Linked DNA regions of Mus musculus: regions 2 and 3 are each linked to region 1. A link is a contact called in public promoter capture Hi-C data. All regions are on one chromosome and are shown on one strand. The core of a region is the stretch at or near the end of the contact, and the rest is flanking DNA. Distances in the headings are between cores, read along the strand shown.

Region 1 (4,052 bases), core at 809-3,308:
CAGCAGATGGTAGCTTCTGCCGCTGAAGGGAGGGGCCACCTGCGCTGCTGGCTGGTTGGCTGTGGACTGACAAAAAAGGGTCTCTTTTTTCTTTTTGAGACAAGTCTCAAAAGACTGTTGCCCAGATTGGCCTCAGACATTTGGCAATCCTCCTGCCTCAACCTCTCTCATGCTGGCATTACAGGCATGTGCCATCATGCTGGGGCGAAGGGTCTCGCAACACCTGTCAGATCCGCCCTTGCCTTACACACCCCGTGACACACACGGCGGGTCCCTAGCAGCACTATCTTTCCTTGGGAACCCAGCACCGAGAAGTGGGACGGTGTTTTTGGAGCAGGCAGGAAGGCTGCACTGGGTGGCTGCCTGGCTTCCTCTCCCCAGGCAGCCCGGCCCCACCCGACTCCTGAGTTTGCTCTCACATCCTGGATTTATTTGTTGGCTTGGTCCCAGGCTGCCCCCTGCCTGTCTAGGCTTCCACTTCTACAACCAGCCAGCTTGAGCTCCATACCTAAGCCTTCTGGGAGGCGGTGGGAGCACAGCAGACAGAAGTGGCCAACAGCTCAAAACCAAACAGCCCAGCCACTATGAAAGGGTACAGTCCCAGGAAGCTGGACCAGAACATCTCCAGCAGCCTACCACCCAGCCTGAAAACCCAGCGGTGACATCTCTGCAGATTCATCACCTGGTTTAAGTTCTCTTCACATGGTGATCTCCCTTGAAGATGGAGATACAGGGGCTGAATGGAGGAGAGGCAGGCTTTTCTGACCTACACCAGCCATAGTGGCTCCCTCTCTACAAAGTCCAGGTGGCCTGAGGGTAAAACTGCGTTGATTCTACAGCCGGGAAGTAAAGGCTTAAAGGTGCAATGAGCTCGGACTTGGTTACCCTAAGTGGGACTCTACTACATGCCACCGGCCCAAGAAGACCAAAGAAGCTGTGGCCCTTCAGACTTAGACAAACCATCAGGCAGCCTCTTCAGAGGGCCAGGGTAGAGCATGAACTCTCCCCATATCCCTGCTCTCCCAGTGACAAGCTGTTCATGGACACACAATGGACCATTGTGTCCAGGGCACACCTGAGCTAGGCACCTAGTGCCAAGCAGGTGCAAGGAGGGAGGCATAACCCCGGGATCACTCCCTGCTTCCAGTGCAAAAGGGAAAGTGAGGCTTCTAGAGTTTGAGTCAGAGGCATCACAGCCCCTTCGCTCCCCTTCTGATACCAGCGGAGTCAGCCTGAAACGAGGGTCCCTTTCAGCCATCCCTCCTGACCTCACCATCCTCCCTGGCCCATTGCAGAATGGAGGTAGGCTAAAGTTGCTTCAAGTACAGTAAGAGCTCATCACTAAGAACTCTGAAGGAGTCTGAAGTGACGAACGTCTGATGTACTTGTCAGAAGCGGCACCTGCCGGATCCCCCAGCCTACATGACATTCTAGCCACCATGACCACCTATCGCGAATGCGCCTCTCAGGCGAAGCAACCAACCAGCAAACTGAGTCCCTCTCTTTCCAGGTCTCAGTTTACCCAGTTGTGAAAAGGGTGAGAACTGACTGGCCAGGGCAACTGAGGCTGCGCGGTCTCGCTGAGGACTTGCAATACAGCGCTCACCGGCGAACACTGTCCCCTGGCACAAATGCCCGAGGTAGCCCGGCAGCCAGGGGCACGCACGTGTGCGCGGAGCTGAAGTCCCGCGTGCGCGCGCCGATCTGCGGCCCCGGGGGAGCCGGACGCAGGTGCAGCAGACACTGCGTGCGCGGATCTGGGGACCCCGCGGACCAGGGGCGAGACGGGCTCACCTGCGCGTAGTAGAGCAGCCACAACTCGTAGAGCCGCTCCGAGGCGGCCATGGCCTGACCGGGCTCTGGCCCTGCTGCGCGCCACCTGTCGCCGCCTCCTCCGCGCCGCCCGCCGGTTGCCCCGGGCCAGGCCCATGGGCGGGAGGGCGTCACTCCGGGGCGGAGCGGCGCTACACTGCTGGGGGAAGTCCGCGGCTCCTGACCCTGTCGCACTTAGCCACCAAAGTCTACACGCCCCTCCTCCTCCTCCCGGCCGGCCACCGCCTGGCTTCCTACACTTGGTTGTCTGTGGCAGCGGCCACCGCCCCGCCTCTCCTAGGACTGTCCAAAGGGCGGGGAAGTCAGGCTGGAGGAGGAGCCTGGGGTCAGGGCGGCCCGGGAGGTCGCATGGAGCTCCGCCTCTCGCAGGCGGAGTCCATTCAGAGCCACTGGCAGGATTATTTCCATCCTCCCCAGTGAGGGGCCCGTAAAGGCTTTAACCCGAGTACAGAACCTATCGGGCTTGGAATTATCGCTGTTCAATGAAAGGACTGTGGTTCGCGTGGAGATGACTAGGGTCCTTCAACAATACTAATAATAACCTCGCCCATGACGAACACTTGTGGCACTAACTACGTGCAAGGTTCTGTTTTAAGAGCTTTATGGAAGACAAGTGCTACCTTTTAGTTTCGCCTAGTGTTGAGCTGGATGGAAGGAATCATCAGTCGACTGCAGGACAAACCTACCTGCAGAGGAGCGGCGTCCTTACCAAGTTTAGGATACATACAGTAGCCCACTCCCTCTAGGAATCCTGCCCAGGTGCTCCATTGCTGGGAGCCCCTCCTCCCAGGGCCCGGCACTTGTCAGTCATTTTTTGTTCCTTTGGCCTGAAGGAGGTGGGTGCCTCATGCCGGCTTTAATGAATGAAGAAACTGAGGCTCAGACAAGCCAAATGAGAATTGCAGGGACAGCAGGAACAAGGGATCTAGGCCTGGCTGAGTCATTTCTGGGCCACTGTCACCAACACCCTGTCTGTCCTTTCCTTGTGACTGGACTGTGAAGTGAGGGAGCCCCTGGTGTTGGGTGGGAACCAGCTTCTTTGTTAGGGGTAGGGGAAAGTTTGCTAGGTCCAGATGGCTCCTATTGGTCCTAGGGATCGATCAGTATGAAGCGCCCTATGCATCTTAGTATGAGCTTACCTTTCCTGAGCACAGATACCCTCTATGCCAGGGGCTGGCAGCCACCCCGTCTCCTACTGTAAGGGAAGGTCCCAGACAGAACCAGGTTAACCCAGGATAACACCGAGCTTAGGAAACGGTGACATTTGAAGGGAGCTGTTAGGGAAGATCATTCTCCTTTGGGCCAGCTTTATAACAGAAGCCCCAGACAGGGAGCCACGTTGCTCATGGGCTTGCCATCTCCTGGAAGAGGAGGAGGAGAAGAAAAGAAGCAAACGCATCTGTGACCATCTGCCGCAGTCAAACTCCTTCTTCTCCTTTTGTTTTGTGAGACAAGATTTCTCCATGTAGTCCTGACTATCCTGGAATTCGCTTTGGAAACCAGGCTGGACTCCAACTCAGAAATCCATCCACCTGCCTCTGCCTCTCAAGTGCCGGGATTAAAGTCGTGCGCCACCACGCCCGGCTCCGTCAACCTCTTTTTATACTGGGAGGAGAGAGTAATTCAGTGGCACTTATTCGGCCCTGGTTGCTGTTTGCTCTTTTTTTTGTTGTTGTTTGTTTGTTTTTCGAGACAGGGTTTCCCTGTATAGCCCTGGCTATCCTGGAACTCACTTTGTAGACCAGGCTGGCCTCGAACTCAGAAATCTGCCTGCCTCTGCCTCCCAAGTGCCAGGATTAAAGGCGTGCGCCACCACGCCCGGCTGCTATTTGCTTTTAAGCAGGTAAGGTAGCCTGACTCTGATTATGCTGCAGCTCCCGAAAGAGATGCGAGATCATTCTTGAGTTCAAAGGAAAAGGCCATGTAGCCAGGCCTCGAACTCAGCAGTTCTGGAGCCAGAGAGTGGATAGCAAGGCTTATGCGCAACAACTCATCAGGCGAGTGAGTGCAAGCTGCCACTGGCACTCTGTAGAGAAGGGAGAGGCTGACCTCAGAGTGAGTTGGGAATGAGAGTGGCCAAGGAAGGTTTCTGGGTGTTTGTCTGGTAGTGGTGCGTTAAGACAAGGTTATCTTACGTAGCCCAGACTGAACCCGACCCCATAATTTTGATGCCTCAGCCTCTGAAGTGCTGGAATTACAAACGTGCACCACCTCACCCG
Region 2 (4,052 bases), core at 858-3,357, 2.9 Mb before region 1:
TGTATCCCAGTCCTAATCTGTTCTATGTTAACTAGCTTTTCCCTTTCTCGATCGTCTTGATGTAAGCCACGCTCCTAGGCTGCTCAGCTTTGAGCCTCCCAGGCCACTGTATCTATCACTAGGGAATAACAAGGATTGGCACTCACTCACTGCTTCTCAAGCAGGCTTTGAATAGCTCCTGCCCACAGCTGGAACTTTCCATGGCCTACTCCACACTGCTTTCCTTAACCTAGTTCTTAGCCTTTGGACTGCACCTCCGACAATACTTTCCCCAAGACACTTCCCTTTCTCCTCATGTGTCCAGACAGTACTTTACATTTTTTATCCTAACTGTTAACTCTCACTAGACTGAAGCTTGTGAGAACAGAATCATGAAAGTAGTCATTTGGAACACTTGAAACACAATAGACATTTAAATATTCATTTGCAAAATAAATAATTTATTACTGTTGTTGCTTTGTTTTGTTTTTGTTTTTCCTTTTTTGAGACAGGCCTTCTCTATGTAGCCCTGGCTGGCCTTGAACTCAGTGAGATTTGCCTGTCTCTGCGGGGATTAAAACCTGTAAGCTGCCATCACCACACAGGGCTGAATAAACAATTTTAAACAAATATTTCAGTCCCAACTAAGCTGTTGAGATCAAAGGCATGTCATGTATTGAAACTCACCTTTTGTCTGAACCCATCGTCTCACGGAAGAGCTAGCACACTGCTTCAAAAGGCTTAAATTTTCCCCTAGGGGTGGGAAAGAGAAAAATTGCAAATTTCAGAGATCACTTAATTCAAGAACCCTACAAACTGGGATAGAAACTGTGGCTAATACTTAACAATGACTAAAAAGAGGAAGGAAAAGGAGGCTGTCAACACTAAGTCATAATTGTGTTAAGAAGCAGGAAGATGAAGGTCACTTTAACATATTAAGATCATATATTCAATAAGAAACTCAAGAAGGGTGAAGGCTTTAGACACCTTGGACACTCCCACTACAATTACAAAGCAAAAAGCTCCTGATTTTCATAACCAAAGCAACGCTATTTATTGAGATGGACAATGATTAAAGCATTCATCCAACTGTCTTCGTTAATATAAAATTCAACACTAAAATTGTAACACGATCTCAAATTTTTCTGACAAAAACTTAGAAGCTGGAATGCTGATCTGATTGAAATTTACATATATAACACATCGCCTGATCTCAATTTATTTCAGTAAGACAAGACCAAACCTTGACTCGGCTTAATATCTGTGTATCAATAACACCTATGTCTTGGACCAGCCCTGATCGACAACAGGCCACCGAGTGACCCACAGCCTTTCCCCGGCCGATTGGCCGTAATAAAACATCACACAGCTATGATGCCTGTGATGTCCCAGAAACTATAGTTACTGCCATTTCTAGAATCTGGTCTTTTAAAGCAAGCACTTAACAAACATTCGTTGACTTAAAAAATAAGAGACATCTAGTGGGTCAAGTTCCGGGGTCGAACGGCTACGGCTGTCCCTTGTTTTCGCCCGAGATGCCCGCACCCACCTCCCAGGGAGGTTGCCCATGCCCACCTCCGCGGGGTATCGCAGCCGAGATGGCGGCGCAACTGAATCCGGCATTCAGTCCATCTTTCTTATCTTCCATCCATCCCTCCCCACACCCATTCCCAACCACCTTTCGCACAGCGAGATTCAGTTGGAGACTCAGGGCGATGATGGCTTAAGAGACTGCCAGGCGCTCCACAGCTCCGCACGACAGGGGATTCGGGACAACGTCCCAGCAAGAGACAAACAACTCCAAAGAGGCGGGTCGAGGACCGGGCTAGGGGGCAACCTATGAAAGCCAGCAGAGCCAGAGGCGAGGAGGGGCGCGGCCCTCAAGCGCTTGCTTAGTTTAGTCTCTTCAAAGACTCGGCTGAGCGGTCACCTCTGGCGGCTGACAGGCAGACTTAAGGGACAGCACCAATTGCAAAATCACTGGGGTGTAATGGACGGCAGCCGCACTCACCCCCACAGAGGGAACAAAGCAGGAGCAGTAGCGGCTCTGCGCCCCAGAACCTCCTACAAGGTTCGGCCGCTCCACAAAATGGCGTCTCCACCGACCGTCTTCTCCTACCCACAGTCCCTCGCGCGTCGACCTTCCCCCACCTCCCATCCTACCCGCCTCTCCAGAGGCGTCCAATCAGCGAGGGTGCCGGTCTGCGCGAGGGCTGCCGGGAAGTGTGGTCGCCCAGGCAGCCTGTCACTATACCCTGCGTTAATTTTTTTGCGTATTTCATCTGCTCCATGACAAAGCTGCCATTCAGCTTCTGAGAACCCGGATGTGAACTTTACCAGCGCTTGACACACTGTAAAACGTATAATCCAGTTCGTAGAGAAGGCATACTACGGATTACTTCCCTAGTCGTTTTACAAACATACAGAGCTAATAATTCGGTAAACTGGAAACTGAACTAGCTTGTTTTCAGAAGCCATGCCAGCACTAGAATATGAACTCCAGAACAATAGGGATATTTTGTTGTAAGACCCTGCCACAAGCAAACAAAACAACAATAAAACCAAGCCTGTGAGATAGCCTCATCAGGTAAGGCTTACTGCCAAGCCTAAAACCCTGAGTTCCATCCCTGCAATTCACAGGATGGAAAGAGAACCACGCATGAGAGTAGTCTTCTGATGTGGCAAACATGGATGTGTGTTCAAATACACCAACAATAAGTAAATGCAAAGCAGCCCAAATTCAAACCAAATCATCACCCAACTACACATTAAAAAAAAAAATCCAACAAAACAGACAAAACCCTAGAGGTTCCCCCCCCCCCTCTCTCTGCTTTTTGTGGAGATATTGTCATCCAGTTGCCATAACTTGTCCTCTGCATATGTAGTTATTAGGGAGCAGATTTCCCTCATTTTTTTTTTTAATTTTTCTTCCCTTCCCTCCCTTTTGTTTTCTTTAGAAAGGGTCTCTATAGTTCTGGTTAGCCTGGAATTCACAATGTAGACTGACCAAGATCCATCTCCTTAGTGTGGGACTGTTTCTGACCCTCCAGTTTTCACCTCCTTCTGGGATTACAAGTCTGATAAGAATAACGGTGTGCAGGAATTAGGGTGACTGAAACTGGCTAGAAATGCCTGATAACACAGCTGAAGGAACACATACTCAACATCTTTCTTTTGTATCTATGTATTCTCAGTATACAATTATGTAAATGTTAAGATATGCCCAATTATGGTTGAGTATATATAACACACTTAACCGCAGAAAATATACATTTGTCTGCAGATCATAGAAACCACTTATAGCAGGGTGTGGTGATCCATGCCTATAATCCCAGAGGTAATTGGATCTCTGAGTTCAAGGCCAGCCTGGTCTAAAAAGGTGAGTTCCAGGAAAGCCAGGGTGATATAAAGAACTCACTCACTGGTTGCTGGGATTAAAGGTGAGCCACCATGCTGCCAATTCAATTTTAAACTCAAAAGCTACTCCCCTATCCCTAGACAGATTCCATCCAGGGATGAATGGCATCCTCTCAATTGTGTCTGTCTGTTGAGTAGAATTGTTTTTGTGAGTAGATGGACTATATATCCTAGGCTATCTGGTAGTCGATGTACCAAAGACAATGGAAATTGTTCTAATTTAAGCAACACAAAAAAGCAAATATATTATTGAACAAAGTTTTAATAAAATAATCTTAAGTCTTTCATTTTAAAAACTTAAAAGCTGGAGATGGAGTGCTTGCTGCTCTATCAGGGAATCCAAATTTGGTTCCCAGCACTCGTATCAGGTAGCACACAAGCCTATATAATACCACCTCCAGGGATCCCATGCCGTCTTCTGGCCCTAAATGCACCTAAACTACACGCAGAGACAAATAAAAATAGTAAGCCGGGCGCAGTGGCGCACGCCTTTAATCCCAGCACTTGGGAGGCAGAGGCAGGCGGATTTCTGAGTTTGAGGCCAGCCTGGTCTACAAAGTGAGTTCCAGGACAGCCAGGGCTACACAGAGAAACCCTGTCTCGAAAAAACCAACCTAACCCAGTGACATAATCACTTTCATGAGTCTTTTAAAACC
Region 3 (4,052 bases), core at 827-3,326, 2.8 Mb before region 1:
GTGGTGACGCACACCTTTAATCCCAGCACTTGAGAGGCAGAGGCAAGTGGATCTCTGAGTTCGAGGCCAGCCTACAGAGTGACTTCCAGGACAGCCAGGGCTGCACAAAGAAACCCTGTCTCGAAAAAAACAAACAAACAAACAAAAACAAAAAACAACAACAAAAAAACCCTTTTCAATAGTTTTATTATCTACTTAACTCTGATTCTGAACCAAGTCATTAACATCATTTTATACATCTATGCATGGTGGCAAATTTCTGTTTCAAGAGTACATTTTGAGCGGAGTATATAGTATAGTAGCAAAGGATTTTAGCCTAGAGTATATATATTTAATAACCTTCCCCTAGCTAGGAATAACAGCTGCCAATTGTAGTGCCTAGAAAGTTCAAGTGGAAAGATTAGGAGTTTTTTTTAAGGCAAGTTTAATTCAAATCCAGCCTGGCTATGAAAGACCCTATGTTGTGGGGGGTGAGGGGGGTGGAAGGTGGAGACGACAATAATAATTCTCACACCAGAAATTCTTGTGAAGAGCCACAAAAACCTGCAGGTAAGAATAAACTCAAGCCTGATAAGAAAATTCTGTAAAGAAGGCTGGTCCTAGTGGTAGATAACTTGCGCCCTGGATTCAATGAGCAGCAAGGGTGTTCTGCTGGTTGAGAACTGAGTCCTACCTAACCTGCCTTATAGACCACATACACTATAGATAATCCTATAGATTTTATAAGCAGATAAGCATTTATATAAGTGTACTACTAGTTAAGGAGCTAAATAAAATTCAGACTCAAAGTTTTTAGGGTCTCAATGCAGCTTAGGGCGCTTCAAACCTGACATCCTCCTGCCTCATCCTCCTAAACTTCAGGATTAAACTCCACTAAGCCTGGCAGTAGATTCAACCACTATGTTTCCTCAAGTTAGTATTTTAGTGCTAAGTTACTTTCCACATTGTCATTAGCTGTTGACACTTTCCCCTTTGATTCTCACAAGCTTAGTAATGTTAACTGTGACATATTTAGTCAACAGGAAGTTGAAAACTAACAATCCTAAGGCACAATCCAGAGTTCAGAAAATGACCTGGGTGATCAAGCGGATAAAAAAGAAAAAAAAAAAAACCTACTCCTTAACTTATATCCAATTAGTCTGAAATTAATAAGAATGCCTAGGGTGGGGGTGAGGGGGAGGAGAAAATATACAAACTACCTCAAGTATATGTGCTCTACAAATAAGGCCTTTTGTTTTTAATTAAGAAACGCAACCCCACACTTGAATTCATTAGCTCAACGTCAATTATAAAGTTAAAAGAAAAGCACATTATTAACAACGCCAAAAGGAATCTAAAGCACGAATATGTGGGAACATCACTCTCCTCCTACATTCGCCCAACCGGTACAGAACCCACCAGTCACCCTCGCCCACCTCCCGGTTCTACGGGCCCGTGGGCCAGGTTCTGAACTCTCGCACCTTCCTGGTTGGGTGTCTGGGTGGGCGGCCAAGGTTACTTGCAGGGCACAAGAGTTCCGTATCTAGTGATGTCTCTCAGGACAAGATCACAAACACAAGGGGAAAGAGAAAGAAATCTCTCCTGCAGCACCACAGAGCTGAGCGCCAGAACCGCTGCCACGCGCGGGTCCCTCGCCCCACAGCTGGCCGCTCCGCGCTGGGACCGGTAATTCTACAGCCGCCTCGGGCCCCGCCCCGGGCCCGCGACCGTTCCGGGGCGTTCCTGCCGCGAGCGGCGCCTCCCGCGACACACGACTGTTTTCGCAAGCGAGCGAGGCCGCGGCCGCCCCGTGTCTTCGAAGCCACGGCTGCTAGGCCGCGCGGGCCCGCGATTTCCAGAGCCGCCAGGCCCGCTGACCCCGTCCCAGAAGCTCGGGCACGCCCTCTCTCCTAGCCTGGGCCCTTACCAAAGCAGCGTAGCCGCCGCGGCCCGCTTCTCCTCCTCCTCAGAGGCCGCCACGGACCCAGCGTCCCGGAGACCGGAACTTCCTCCCGGTGGGCTCCGGCTTCCACAAAGGCGTCGCGCCACCGCCTTCAGCGCTGGGCCCGCCGGGAGATGAAGTACGGCCGCAAATCCCGCGGCCTCCTCTCCCGCCGTGCCCTGCGCGCAGCGGCTTTGACGGCTGGTGGAGCTGCTGCCCAATGGAAAGGCACGCTGTTAGCCACTGCCCAATTAGAAGGCACGCTTCTCCGCAGGGCCTGCCGGGAGTTATGGTTTGGCTTCAGTGCTGTCACTGCTTCTCTGGTGTTTTCCTCGCAAGTGTGCAAGGGGTCCGGGTGGCTTAGACAGCCTAGTGACACACCCTGCCAGGTGCTGGGGGACGGTCCTGCCTTGCCCCTTGGGAAAGAGAGAGATTGTCAGTTCGGGTGCAGAAAATGGGAGGAGATCTTTCCGGTCTTATTCCGTTACGGCAAAGGGCTGCTGGCTTTTCGGCTACATAAATAAGACCCCTTCTACCTAAGTCCAGAGAATAAATGCAAAAGTACTGCTTGAGTTGAAGTATTAGGACCCAAAGACTCGTCCTTTTTTACCTTCCGACAGACTTCTGGTCAAACACTCCAGGCGGAAATCATCCGTGTAAAAAGGTTCAGTAGCTCAACCCATTAAAAAAAAATAATAAAACTTGTTTCTACAGGTCCCGCTAGCTCTAGGCAATAAATGTAGACACGCGTGACTCGCCACAAAAACTGCACATCGTAATTCTAACGGAAAGAAAGCAAAGTAACTGTTGATACGCAACCTCTTCCAGAATCTTCCAGCTAATGATCTACCTGACTCCCAAGTTCTCAGGTAGATTGTCTATATTGTGAGGGGTTTGCTTATCCCAGCCACCTGGTGCCTTGTGTGTATGCCCTGGCGATATATGATATTGTAGCCTAATTCGATTCTTCAAGGTCAAAGAAAGACACTTGGAGAAACAGTTCATCAGTTAAAAACACTGGTTGCTCTCCAGAGGTTCAATTCCCAAAAACTACGTGGCGGTTCACAATCCTCTGTTCCTTCAGTTCAAAGAGATCCAATGCTCTTTTCTAGCCTCTGAGGGGACTGTACATATGTGACAAATAAAATATCAATAAATGCTGCTGCCATAAATGCCCACTGGAAAAAGCTGGGCATGGAGACAGGAAGTGATGGTGCAATACTTTAATCCCTCCACTCCAGAGGCAGAAACAGATGTACCTTTGAGTTCAAGGCAAGCCTGTTCTACAGAGTGAGTTCTAGTACAGTCTGGGCTACAAAAAGGAACCCCTGTGTGATGGTTTGCATATGCTCAGCTCAGGGAGTGGCACTATTAGAAGTTGTGACCCTGTTGGAGTAGGTGTGTCACTGTGGGTGTAGGCAATAAGATTCTTATCCTAGCTGCCTGGAAGTCAGTATTCTGCTAGCAGCTTTCAGGTAAAGATGTAGAACTCTCAGCTCCTCCTAAGTCATGTCTTCCTGGATGCCATGTTCCTGCCTTGAGGATAATGAACTGAACCTCTAAACCTGTAAACCAGCCCCAATTAAATGTTGTAATTTCTAAGACTTGCTTTGGTCATGGTGTCTGTTCACAACAGTAAAAACCTAAGACAGAAGTTGGTACCAGAGACTGGGGTATTGCAGTGACAGACCTGACCATGATTTTGTTTGGAAGAATGTGGGTTTGGGGACTTTAGATTTGGAAAGCAGTGGAATGCTTTAAATGGGGCTTAATGGGCTATCCAGTAGGAATATGGAAGACTTTGTTACTGAGAGTGATTTGAATGATGCAGACCTGGCCCAAGAAGTTTCAGTGGAGAATTTCAGTATGTGGCCTAGAGACTGTTTTTGTGGTATCTTTGTGAAGAATGTGACTACATCTTGCCCTTGTCTGAAGAGTCTGTCTGAGGCTAAGGTGAAGAGACTCAACTTAATTACATTGACAAAGGAAGTCTCAGAATTGCCCATCATGGACTTTATTGTTCTCTGGTTAAGTCTCATGAAGAGCATTTTAAACAAACATAGCATGCTGAGAAAGGAAAAATAAAAAAATAAAAATATATGATATATTAAAATATGTGGTATATCAAATT

What was found. Promoter capture Hi-C pulls out the DNA fragments that hold promoters and counts their contacts.
Region 2: a contact with region 1 is called in a promoter capture Hi-C map of pre-B cells, with 7 times the contacts expected there. The contact joins the promoter of Rbm5 here to the promoter of Nbeal2 in region 1. A contact is called at or near these places in 2 of 39 promoter capture datasets (liver and pre-B cells).
Region 3: a promoter capture Hi-C map of pre-B cells shows a contact between it and region 1, with 4 times the contacts expected there. The contact joins the promoter of Rbm6 here to the promoter of Nbeal2 in region 1. A contact is called at or near these places in 2 of 39 promoter capture datasets (liver and pre-B cells).

The regions. Positions count from the first base shown.
Region 1 is chr9:110,652,103-110,656,154 of GRCm38.p6, forward strand. It overlaps Nbeal2 (neurobeachin-like 2), which reads right to left and starts at 2,059. Exons shown (of 54, transcript NM_183276.2): 1 at 1,795-2,059. The coding sequence starts at 1,845. It also overlaps a transcript of Ccdc12 not described here.
Region 2 is chr9:107,768,895-107,772,946 of GRCm38.p6, forward strand. It overlaps Rbm5 (RNA binding motif protein 5), which reads right to left and starts at 2,108. Exons shown (of 25, transcript NM_148930.3): 1 at 1,991-2,108; 2 at 667-732. The coding sequence starts at 683.
Region 3 is chr9:107,870,743-107,874,794 of GRCm38.p6, forward strand. It overlaps Rbm6 (RNA binding motif protein 6), which reads right to left and starts at 2,077. Exons shown (of 21, transcript NM_011251.3): 1 at 1,907-2,077.